Regions from separate parts of the Mus musculus genome. Here region 2 is linked to region 1. The links are chromatin contacts, called in public Hi-C maps. All regions are on one chromosome and are shown on one strand. Each heading gives the region's core, a stretch centred on a gene start, on an enhancer-like site or on the middle of the called end of the contact. The rest is flanking DNA. Distances are from core to core; before and after follow the strand shown.

What was found. Hi-C and Micro-C count contacts between places; a contact is called where the count stands out from the background.
Region 2: a contact with region 1 is called in a Hi-C map of liver, with 2.4 times the contacts expected there. The contact joins the enhancer-like site here to the promoter of Cpn2 in region 1. A contact is called at or near these places in 2 of 484 Hi-C or Micro-C datasets (the G1E-ER4 cell line and liver), 2 of 115 datasets of contacts at active chromatin or transcription factors (double positive thymocytes and embryonic stem cells) and 3 of 9 other capture datasets (adipose tissue, liver and pancreatic islet).

Annotation. Positions count from the first base shown.
Region 1 is chr16:30,264,562-30,270,663 of GRCm38.p6, forward strand. Cpn2 (carboxypeptidase N, polypeptide 2) reads right to left here and starts at 2,971. Exons shown (of 2, transcript NM_027904.3): 1 at 2,896-2,971. Lrrc15 (leucine rich repeat containing 15) reads right to left here. Exons shown (of 2, transcript NM_028973.2): 2 at 4,741-6,102.
Region 2 is chr16:30,409,915-30,415,920 of GRCm38.p6, forward strand. No RefSeq gene overlaps it. Among named protein-coding and RNA genes, the nearest start is that of Atp13a3, 24 kb to the left of the region's middle. Within about 2 kb of position 2,892, at least 5 of the 459 cell types and tissues checked have an H3K27ac peak or open chromatin away from gene starts, as enhancers often do. A contact at or near this core is called in liver, where this site is marked.

The DNA.
Region 1 (6,102 bases), core at 1,721-4,220:
CAACCACATGGTGGCTCACAACCATCTGTAATGGGATTGGATGCCCTCTTCTGGTGTATTTGAAGACAGCTACAGTGTACTCATAAAAGTAAATAAATAAATAAATAAATAAATAAATATTTTTTAAAAAGAGAGAACGAAAGAATGAAAGAATGAAAGAATGAAAGAAAGAAAGAAAGAAAGAAAGAAAGAAAGAAAGAAAGAAAGAAAGAAAGAAAGGAGGAAGGAAAGAAAATAAATGATCCATTGCCAGCCCAAGACTCATCCCCACTGCAAAGTAACCCAAAGTGAGCACTCTGTAGCCAGTATGGGCTCAAATTCTGACTGGCTGTGTACTGTGACTAAGTGATGTAATCTCTCTGTGTGTCACTTCATCGTTAACCCAGTGAGCACAAGACTACCTTCTATGTGTGTGTGTGTGTGGGGGGGGGGGGTCTCAGAGGGCTACAACAAGAAAATACAGAGACAGCCCCAAGCCCAGAGTTGGGTATGTTGTACATCATCTGGTCTGAGAGTGGCAAGGATCAGCTCTGGTCAGATGTCATTCGAGGTTTCCTGTGGAAAAACTGATACGCTTACAGGATTGTTCCATGTGGAGCAGAGCAAGCCATCCCCACGGTCCCAGTCCTAACACTTTTCCTTCTCAGTGGAGAAAAAAAAGGCATATCACAGTCTTGGCTTGATATCCCTGGCTTGGGTCCCTTAGTCCTCCCTCAGAAGAACAAGTCACAGGGCACTCCCACTCCAGACACAGCACGGGGTCTGCACCAGAGGCCACGGCTGTGGAAGGTGTATGCTATGTACCTAGAAAGACCAGTGAACGAACACAGCAGCGCCCCATGCTCCAGCAAGTGAGGGGCACCTGGCCTTTCCTCCATTCTGAAATGTGTGTGTTATTCATCTGTTTCGGTTGACTGACGGCAACAGCCTTCATCCTCTCCAAATCCTCCCTTGGTGGTACATTCCTATGTGCCCCCAAGCTGTTCCACCTGTCAACCATCACAGAGCCAAGCCCCCCTCCCTTCCCAGGGTGCTAGGAGCCCAAGTTCTGACCCCAGTGTGCCTGGTGCCACCTGCATTGGGATCCACCTCACAGGCAGGCTGGATACCACTACTTGTTCCGAGGTCCCTGGGAAACAAGAAGAAGAACGTCTGGGCTGTGCCCCTGGCTGATCCTCAGACCTGACCTCATTTCCTCTAAGTCAGCAAAATTAATCAAAGGGCTGAAGGCCACAGGAAGTGTAGATTGGCACCTTGCACAGGCCCTCCCTGACACCCCACCCCACCTCCAGGCCTACTTGAGACCCAGGCAGTAGAGCAAACACTGAGGCTCTGCCTCTGCATTGGCTAATCCAGAACCGCGCTGACTACACAGTCTTGACACCTAAAGCATAGATTTACTGTTGCTAGTGTGGCCCTGAAAGGAAACCAAAGCAACAAACTATCAAGGAGGAGGCTTGGCAGCGGATATGATCAAGATGATCATGATATATTGGTCACATGCATGAAATTGACAAAGAATAAATAAAAATTTCTATTTTTAAAAAAGCGTTTCAGGGCATCCTTTCCTTGGACTCCCCTCTCACTCTTGGTTCTTTCTTACTTTTCCTTAATAAATCTACGTTGGCTCTGCTTTTAAAATACGTACACATTTTAAAATATTTTAACATAATAAACACGAGCCTATTTTAAGATGAAGAAGAAAGCTATTTTCTAAGACGTAGGTTAACAGTATAAAACACTAGGCACAGGTAGGTCCCAGGGCTCCCATCCCCACCCCATAAGCTGTGAGGCTTGACCCCACCCACAGACAACAATTCCAGAGCCCTGCAGCAGCACTCCTTGTCTGTAGTGCGTTGCCAAGGACCGGGGGCTTGGCTCTTTGCTGTGTTGGTTTTATGGGAAAGCTGGCACTGTGACATAAGAAGGTGGGACTAGATACTACCACTTTCCAGCTCGGCCATGCCTCCAGCCCCTTGGTGATGCTGCGGTATGTCTCTGCCTACTGCTCCCTCCCACTGCCTGCTCCTATTCTACCCACCCTCCCAGAACAGTAGGAGTCTCCAGCAAGCCTTCCTGGACTGTCCCTCCTTCACCTGGCAGGTCACTGGTGTTCTTTGCTAAGCACGGGGTCCTTCTGCTCTGTGTTCTAGTAGATTGTATCCCGACTGAGACCCCAGGGGTCAGGCCCCTGCTGCAGTATTTTGGCTCTGCATCCCAGCACCTGGGCCAGGGCTGGCCAAACAGATGGCACCAAGCTGAAGGAACGGAATGCCTGTGGCTCTCCATGACCGCTCCTCTTCTCTTAATGGAGAAGCACTATGGCTCTGTTGGAATAGCCAGCTCTGCGTTCAAATCCAGACACTGTACTTACTAGCTGTGTGGGCTCCAAGGATTCCCCTTTGCCATCTATCAAAGCCTTAATTTCCTTACCCTGATTAGAACCTGAGCCCTTAAGGTTAAAATTAGTCCCCAATTAGACGGTGCATTTAAAGTACTGCATGGTGCTTGACAAATAGCAAACATTCAATTTAGTTCTAGGATGAATGTGAACATTATCATCTAAGTCTGACACTCTGGGAATGAAGAGACAGCAGCACTAATTATGTCAGACAATAGGCACCAACCAGGGTGGATCATGGCCTGTGACCACTCTGCCTGCCACCGTTCACACCTGGCTCCCCTGAAAGCCAGGCCAGGCCACCCTCCACCTTAAGTTCTTCCTGGCCTTTCTCAGCCAAGGCTAGCTGATCCACTCAAGGGCTTCCCCTTGCAGGTAAGGGGACTCAGTTACTTGTTCCCAGAGCAACAAGTCCCTTTCCAGTGTCCCAGCCAGGACCCTAAGCCAGATGTCCCCAAATCCCCACAGACCCAGGAGTAAGGCAGGTGGCCTACCGTGAGGGGCTGGGCAGGTGGGGCCAGAAGCCCTGGTTTTTCCTCGGAAACAGAGGAGAATTTCATGTGCTCTGTGCTCAGTTAAATCCAGCCCCAGCGCTGACCAAAGTCCTGAGAAGGGTTCCTCCCCTCATGGGGATCGACTGTTCCCGGAATGTCACCAAGGTCACTTGGGCAAGGCCTATAAAGATTACAAAATGACCTGAATGGTTCCCATAGACAGATGCCTAATCCAACTGAGACTGTAGGTTTGGCAGATCTGGGACCCCAAGTATCCACTAGCCCATTAAAAGTATCTCCAGAATAAAAACAAAAAGTGTCTCCTGGCTACACTGAGATGAGAGTCATTTCCTTGTGAACATAAGTGTGGGCTAAGAGGCCACCCAGCTACCTGCTCAGCACTCAATCCTGCCACTAAGACGAAACTTAGAACTTACCAGTCTCTTGTGTTTGCTGATTTGTTTGTTTAATGAACTTTCTCTTTTTGGCATATATATTGTGTATATGTGTACATGAGTGTGTGTGTGTGTGTGTGTGTGTGTGTGTGTGTGTGTGTGAACAGAGCATGTGTGATCATGAGTTGGGGATGTGTATGTTTGTGAAGTGAGCATGTGAGAATATGAATGAAATGGTGAAGTGGGGTATGTGTGTGTGCGTGTGTGTGTTGAACATGTGATAGTAAATGGAGTTGTGTGTGCATGCATACATACACTCATATATGTTCTATATAATAAAAATGAGAGTAACTTTGTGTGGTTGGTATGGTTGAGTAAGGAATGTTTTGTGTGTACATGTGTGTATGATTATATATGAGTGTTCAGATGATATGAGGTATATGGCATGAAGGGATGACCGAGAGAAGCAGTGTAACTCTCCAGTGCCGGGAGTCTGTCATCCAAGTGATCTGAGGCTGTTTAACCATCGTTCACCTTTAGAAAGATTGCTAGGACATATGACTTCTTTTGCACATGATCAGATGACACCCCACCCTGCAAAGGTCTGACTGACTAATAGGAGGCATTTTCTTTCAGTACAAATAAAAGAAAGAGGGAGACAACCAGGAATCTAGTGTACCCAGATCCGCCCCATGTGGTGCCTGGCCTGTCAATGGCAGGATGGTGGCCTCAAGGAACAGCAGGGCATGGGACCTGCATTTCCTGGGAGACTCACACCCATGTTTGAGAACAGCTCTATACCCTGTGGGTGCAGGGCCTTGGCTCCTCAAGGAACACACCATGTCCTATTTGTCAAGATGTCAGGGCAAACAAGAGGAATCTGGCTGCCAGACCATGGTTTGAATTCTGGCGTTTGATCTCTACAAATCGTTGTGTTCTCTCCCATAGGCGGCATCGGGGGAGTGTGTGTGTGTGTGTGTGTGTGTGTGTGTCTGTCTGTCTGTCTGTCTGTCTGTCTCCGACCATCCATCCATGTGTGTTCAAGTGTCCAGAGTGCAGACATGTGCACATATGTGTATGCACTGTGGAGGGATGTTTGCATAAAGAGATTCAAAGATTCCTGTAGGAAATAAGCATCCAGCTTCAAGCCCTCTCCCCATTCTCTGGAATTCCAGAAGCCTGTCTCAGTAGACTCTGGGGGATTATGGGAGGAAGGCCAGATCACAAAGTGACTCTGGGAAATTCATTTTGAGTTCACATTTTCATTTGTCAGTCCTGCCAAACCTATTCTTAAAGTCCCCACCAGCCACATTTTCCCCCAAAGGCCTGTTCTCCACCCAAATTCAACTGTGAGGAGCCATCCATCCAGGTTGCTCATAATCTAGGCGACAAGGGTGAGGTGCACAGGCAGGAGACCCACACACCAAGACGTCCACAGAGAACACACTCGCCCTTTGTATACCGTTTATTGTTGATCCTGTACACCAAATCTGTTACAAGCCGCATCTAGCAAAGGACAGATTCCCCTAAACCTGCCCAGCAGGGCTCACATTCTACAGAACCCTGGGAGCCTAGAAATCTCTAAATGCACTGCCAAGCAACTGGGACTACTTGCGGAGACTGTCTAGTAAGTCAAGCATGATTGTTCTAGAAGGCAGAGCAAAGACAGTGGGAGGCAAGAACAATCTCTCCTTAGGAGAAGGGCCCTGACTCGGTGGGGCTCCACATGGAAGTTACCTGCTGCACACTCTCTCAGACAACACTAATGGCTTCCCTCCTGCAATCATCAACAGCCAGATTCTCTTCCACAGCCAGATCTGGCTCTGACTTCGGAGTCTGGGGACAGATCTTTAAGTAGTTTATAGCTAAGTCTAGGACACATGCAAGGCCTGCTTCCTGACTCATGTTATCATTCTGTTCTTCATGCTCTCCCAAGGCTGGAACCGGCTTCCACACTTCCATTCCACCATCTCGATGCCTGTGGAAACTGTATGGCTGTGGGTGAGATGCTCCAAGAAGCCAGCTGTAACTGTACTGCGAGCTGTTTCCTACAGTCTCCTGATGAAAGCCCTAGACAGCCCATGAAGCCTCTACAGGGATTGTAAGTTGGGCACTGTGCAGAAAAGACTCACAAAAGATAATGGTGGAACTAGTTTCCTAAGGTGCCAAGAGGGTTAGGGGAAGAGCTTTGAAGGACACCCAGGCCCTGAACATCTTTACCATGCTAGTTCTGGTTGGCCTTTATTAGCCTTCTAGAGTCAACTGTTCTCCCCACTCTGCACAAGGCTGGGATGGCAGTCTAGAAAGCACTGAACAGATGAGGCGAGTGGATTGAACTCTGCACCCTATCACAGACTTCTAGGGACCACAGAGCTTTTTCCAGCCCAAGAACTGAGCAAAATGGATTACCTTATTGGAAAGGACCCTCCACCCAGTGTTCTGCCAACTCTCTCCCTGACTAGAAAATGTGATTTTGAGGAACTGTGCCTTCGCTCACTGCCTGGGAGCTCCTGGGCATGTCATTAGAGGACAGCTGTCCTCAGGCCAGCCTTTGAGCCAGTGAGGTACACCACTGCCATGGTCAATGTCAGATGTAGCCTGTGTTTCCAGGTTATGATTGGCAGGGGACACTGGATACTATGGATGCTACCTCTCTCTATCCTTAGCCCACTGAGGATGGGCATAGCTCACAAGGAGCGCCTGATAGTTCTGGGAGCACGGTACTGTGTCAAGCTTCCATCTGCTGTAAAGCAGGCCCAGCTCCTTCTCTTCGCCCCAGGACCTACCAGCAAGCCACAGCCAGCAGAACCAA
Region 2 (6,006 bases), core at 1,642-4,141, 150 kb after region 1:
GGGCACCCACGTGAAGACTAAGCTGCACAATGGCTGCAAATGTGTAGGAGGCCTAAGTCCAGCCCCTGAGTACTCCTTGGTTGGTGGTTCTATTTTGTTTATGTATATGAGTACACTGTAGCTGTACAGATGGTTGTGAGCCACCATGATTACCAGACTGATAAGATTTGAACTCAGGACCTTTGGAAGAGCAGTCAGTGCTCTTAACCACTGAGCCATCTCTCCAGCCCTCTATTTTTATTATTATATGTGTCGACATCCAAGTGCCATGGCGTGCATGTAGAGGACAGAGGACAACTTGTGGAGTCAGCTCTTTCCTTTCTACCTCTGTGTGGGATCAAACACTCGTCACCAGGCTCAGGCTGCCAGTAATTAGCCTGCTGCTTCATCTTGGAGCTTTCTGTTTTTGCTGTCTTACTGAGACCTCTATGGTGGCCATTCTTGGTTGTCAACTTGATCAGGAATTAACTAAAACCCACATGGCTGGATACCCCTATGAGGGATTTTATTTTTCCTTAGTCAAATAATCTGAAGTGGAAAGATCCACTTTCAATCTGGATTTTTGAGGTGGGAAGATCCACCTACAATTTGGGCCACCCCTTCTCCTGGAAGCCTAAATAAAAGACATGGAAGAAGGAAGCTTGGTCTCTTTGCCTGCCTTTTTTTTTTTTTTTCTTCTCTAGTTAGCAAGTCCATTCCTTCACTGGTCTACTTTTTCAGGATTATAGTGCATACTGGAGACTAGCCAAGACACCCAGACTCATGGACTGAACAGCTACTGGATTCTTGGAACTTCTATTGGTAGACAGACATCACTAGACTAGCTGGAATACAGTCTGTAGTTATAAATTCCTTTTCATATACAGATTAATTCTATAAGTTCTGTTCCTCTAGAGGACTCTGACTAAGGCAACCTCCTAGCCGGGCGTGGTGGTGCACGCCTTTAATCCTAGCAATTGGGAGGCAGAGGCAGAGGCATGTGAATTTCTGAGTTCAAGGCCAGCCTGGTCTACAGAGTGAGTTCCAGGACAGCCAGGGCTACACAGAGAAACCCTGTCTCATAAAACCAAAAAAAAAAAAAAAGGCAACCTCCTTATTTATATTTATGTGCATGTGTGTATGCCTTTGTGTGTACCACTTGTGAGCAGCTGCTGGTGGGGAGCATTAGATTCCCCGGAATTGGAGTTACCGATGCCTGTGAGCCAGCTGATATGGGTGTTGGAAACCAAACCTTCTTCGAGAGCAGGAAGTTCTTTTAATCACCCATTTCTCCATCACCCTTGTTGTTGGAGATTAGGTCTCAGGGTGACCTGCCTTGACCTACTTTCAGAGTGTTGGGTGGGTACCGAACTCAGGGCTTTGTGCTTGCTAGGTAAGCACTCTATCAACTGAGCTACATCCCCATCCCAAGCAGAGTTTTAAAAATAACTGCTGAGAAGATGCTTGCTGCCAAGCCTGATGACCTGAGTTCAATTCCTAGAACCCACGTGGTGGGAAGAAAGAACTCACTCCTGCACATAAGTTGTCCTTTGACTTAAAAATGAACACGGCATGTGCAACACACACACACACACACACTATAATAGCAAATAGCTACTAATAGCTGCATATTAGAGTTAGCTTTGTTGTTACAGTTCCTTACTTGATGGAGATGCAAGCAGATCCCCTCCACCCTGAGGTCCCACGGACAAGCTGTTATGACTCTTAATGTAAATATCTGATACTAGACCACAAAAGGGTCGAGACCTACAGGGCGAGAACTGCAGCTCTGGCTGCTCTCTGAAGCCATGTGCAATTGGGGCAGAATTGCATACAACTAATGTGGAGATGACACCTCACTGCTCTGGGCTTCCCCCTCCTCCTATGAAGGAAGATCAATGGTCAACAGTGAGGCTGTGACCATCAGCTGATCTAAAGAAGATAGTGGTCATTTGGCTCCTAAGATTGTCTGGGGCAATTGTTTTGGATTCTTCAAAGTTTTGATAGCTTTCAGGGGTGGTGAGGGCACAGAGATTAACTATGGAGAAGAAGGCATCTTGTCTCTCCAGTACCATTCTGTCTGCTGTGTGTGTAATCGGCTTTTTGTTTGAAAAAGTGTCCCCTCAGGCGTTTGCTTTCATATCAGTTGATTGGCATGCATCAACATATGAAATGTTCATTCTTGTCTTCTTCAGGCTGGTGTATTTAATATATTGTTTGCAAATGTATTTTGAAACAGGGTTTGCTTCAAACTCATGATCCTCTTTCCTCAACCTCCCCAGTTCTAGAAATGTAGGATGCTACCATGGCTCCTTTCTCTTCTTTTCTTTCCTTTCCTTTCCTTTCCTTTCCTTTCCTTTCCTTTCCTTTCCTTTCCTTTCCTTTCCTTTCCTTTCCTTCCCTTCCCTTCCCTTCCCTTCCCTTCCCTTCCCTTCCCTTCCCTTCCCTTCCCTTCCCTTCCCTTTCCTTTTCTTTTCTCTTCTCCCCTCCCCTCTTCTTTCTTTCTTTCTTTCCTTCTTTCTTTCTTTCTTTCTTTCTTTCTTTCTTTCTTTCTTTCTTTCTTTCTTTCTTTCTTTCTTTCTTTCTTCAATTTAAAATTTTTCCATTGGTGCCCTGCCAGAGTGTCAGACTCCCCAGACTGGAATTAGACAGTTGTGAGCTGCCATGTGGGTGCTGGGATTCGAACCTGGGTCCTTTGGAAGAGCAACCAGTACTCTTAACCACTGACCCATCTCTCCAACCCACTATGGTCCCTTTCTTATCCTTTTCTATTTGATATGAGACTTTGCTGTGGATGGAGGCTCTCTGTACCTGCCTGAGGCCAGGGGCAGGCCCACACCTGGATAGGTGGTGCTCTGTCCCTGCCTCCCCTGTACCTCTCTCCCCACTCCACCCCCATCACCCATTGGTACACACAGGCTCTGCTGGACTGTGTCCATCAAGGTTCTGGTTTCACAGGTCTCCATCTCTGGTGCCAGGGTTAAGGACAGTGAACTTTTGAAACAACCTCCCCTTTCTTTCAGAAGGTTGTGAAAAAAAAACAAAGCAGAGCAGGAACCAGCCAGTGGAAGGCAGCCAGGCTAAGTCAAACAACACTGCACACGATGTTCTGTGGTTCCAGTTCCCAAAGTTTCTTGAAAGAGAGTCGATCCATGGGAGACGATCTTGGAAGCCTTGCAGAGGGAGCTATTTCAGAGTGCCACATGGAAGGGAACATGAAAAAGTGTGTGTGTGTGTGTGTGTGTGTGTGTGTGTGTGTGATGGGTGTGTGTGGGGTCTCTTCTATATAGCTGCCTCTGTCCATTGGTCACCCCAGATTTCAAAAAGAATCCACAAGAAGCCAGGCATTGTGGCATTGTAGTGTGGTACAGTAATTCCAGTAACTGGAATTCTGAGGCAGGAGGATTATTAAGCACAGGAATTTGAGGTCAGTCTGGTAATCATAGTAGGTCTACCTTCTTCTCACTCATAGATAGAAAAAAAATGAGTTCTAAAAACCAGGCCTCAGCATGGTCCCTTGGGTGTGCTCATGGTGGGGTGGGGGCAGGACTCTAAGGTACCCCATGTGAAACTGGGAAACTCTTGCTTTGACGAGAATGCCAAATGTAAAACACTTCATTGGTCTTGTGGGGAAACTGAGGCTGAAAGAAGGGAGGAAAGCTTGGCCAAGACAACCCGGGGAGCTAGTGACAGAACCCAGGGTCGCCAAAGAGACAAAAGCAAAGAGTTCAGAGTCATCATTCTTGTCTTTTTTTTTTTTAAATAAATTCACTTATCTATTAATTATATGTAAGTACACTGTAGCTGTCTTTAGACACTCCAGAAGAGGGCATCAGATCTCGTTACAGATGGTTGTGAGCCACCATGTGGTTGCTGGGATTTGAACTCAGGACCTTCGGAAGAGCAGTAGGTGCTCTTACCCGCTGAGCCATCTCACCAACCCCGTTTTTGTCTTTTCTCTCTTTATTCACACCTGTGCAAGGTGTCAAGGTTTTCCATCACCATTGGTCCTAGCTAGTTTTTTGTCTGGTTGGTTGGTTGGTTGGTTTGTTGAGACAGGTTCTCATGTAGCCTAGACTAACCTGGAACTTACTATGTAGCAGAGGATAGCCTTGAATTCCTGAACTTCCTGCCCCCATCTCCTGAGTGCTAGGATGACAGAGTGTGTGCTACCATGCACCACCAAAAGTGTGGCTTGATGCTTCCCAAGTAGGACCTCTCCTAGATACTATGTTTCCACCAATAGCATTTACTAGTTAGTAAGATTGGGAATCTAAGAGTCATGATAAATTATTTGTGCTGTGGGGTGTGTGTGTGTGTGTGTGTGTGATCACATGAGCCAAGCATCTGCCCATGGCCTTGGCCATGCTGATTTTTGTCCCTGCCTCCTGCTGATCTCTCTGACTCTGCCCTCTCTCCAGTCTGGGAGATCGATGTGGCTAACATATTGACCATAGGAGCATAGGCCACATCAGTAAAGTGGCCACCACATTTGTATAATGTCCCCCAATGCTGGAGTGTTAAAGGTCAGGATGCAACAGGGAGGTGGTAGAAACCTTGGAGGAGGGGTCCTAGAGAGAGGTCTGCTTGTCACCAAGGATGTGCTTTGAAAGGAACAGTGGGGAAGCAGGCAGGTGCATCCTGGCCGGAGATGAGGAGATAGCGACATCATGTTTAATGACAGTCTCTATCTAGGAGGTTGTTCCAGGAGATCTATGGGGAGAGGGTTCCCAGACTGCCCTTTGGGAATCAAAAGGGAGGCCGGATCCAAAGTCTTTTTTGTTTTTTGTTTTGTTTTTTTCCGAGACAAGGTTTCTCTGTGTAGCCCTGGCTGTCCTGGAACTCACTCTGTAGACCATGCTGGCCTCGAACTCAGAAGTCCACCTGCCTCTGCCTCCCAAGTGCTGGGATTAAAGGCGTGCACCACCACTGCCCAGCCCAAAGTCTTTTTCAATAAAGCACCACGACTACATATCAGCCCATTTGAATGGACTGACTGCCTTCTTTCCTAAGGCTCAGATCATCCCAGCATGGAAAAATGCAAAAGAAAGAAAGAAAGAAAGAAAGAAGGGAGGGAGGGAGGGAGGGAGGGAGGGAGGGAGGGAGGGAGGGAAGGAAGGAAGGAAGGAAGGAAGGAAGGAAGGAAGGAAGGAACAGTGGGCCCCTTCCTTGAGCTGAGGTTTCTGCTTGCATGTGCAAGGAGCTGTCACTCACCCAAGCAAGGTGTTGAACTCACCTCTAAAATTGTAAGCCAAATGAATCTTTTCTATCTGTAAGTTGACTCATCTCAAGTATTTTCATCATTATGGAAAGCTAGCATATCTCATTCACTCCTTAGAAAGTTCTGCACCCCAGATGCCTTTTCTGCCCCCATTTTATAGATGAGCAAATGGAGGCCCTGAGGAGTTAAATGATATGTCTGAGATCACAAAGCAAACAAAAAAGCAGAAGTGAGGTTTTAATTATATTTATTTAGTGTGTACTCCCCCACCCCACCCCACCCTTGTGCCTATGCATGTCTGCTAGTTGCCTATGCATGCACACACATATATACACATGTGTGAGGGACAGAGGATAACCTGTGAGAATCAAATCCCTCCTTCCACCACATGTGTGCTGCAGAAGGAACTCAGGGAGCCAGGCTTGGCAGCAAGCACCTTTACCTCTGCGCCTTCTCCCTGAGCCCAGAAGTGAGCTTGTGTAATTTTACTCAGTATTAGCGTGTCTGTCTGTGTGTGGAGGTCAGAGGATCGCTCTCCCCTTCCACCCCTTCTGGGTTCCAGAGATTGAACTCAGGGTACCAAGCTTATGTGGAGAGCACCATTGCCCACTGACCCCATTCACCAGTTCAGAATTGGGGGTGGGGAGGGGGAGGTGTTAAGATGTTAGGTGTGAGGTCAGTGGACTAAAAGAGAGGCAGAGAAACCAGCTTGGGGAAAGTAGCCCCGCTTGCCATTCTGAAAAGAGCTGAGGAGGGGAGATCTCTAACTCTACACTCCAGCGAGCTGAGAGTCAGCTTTACATCAG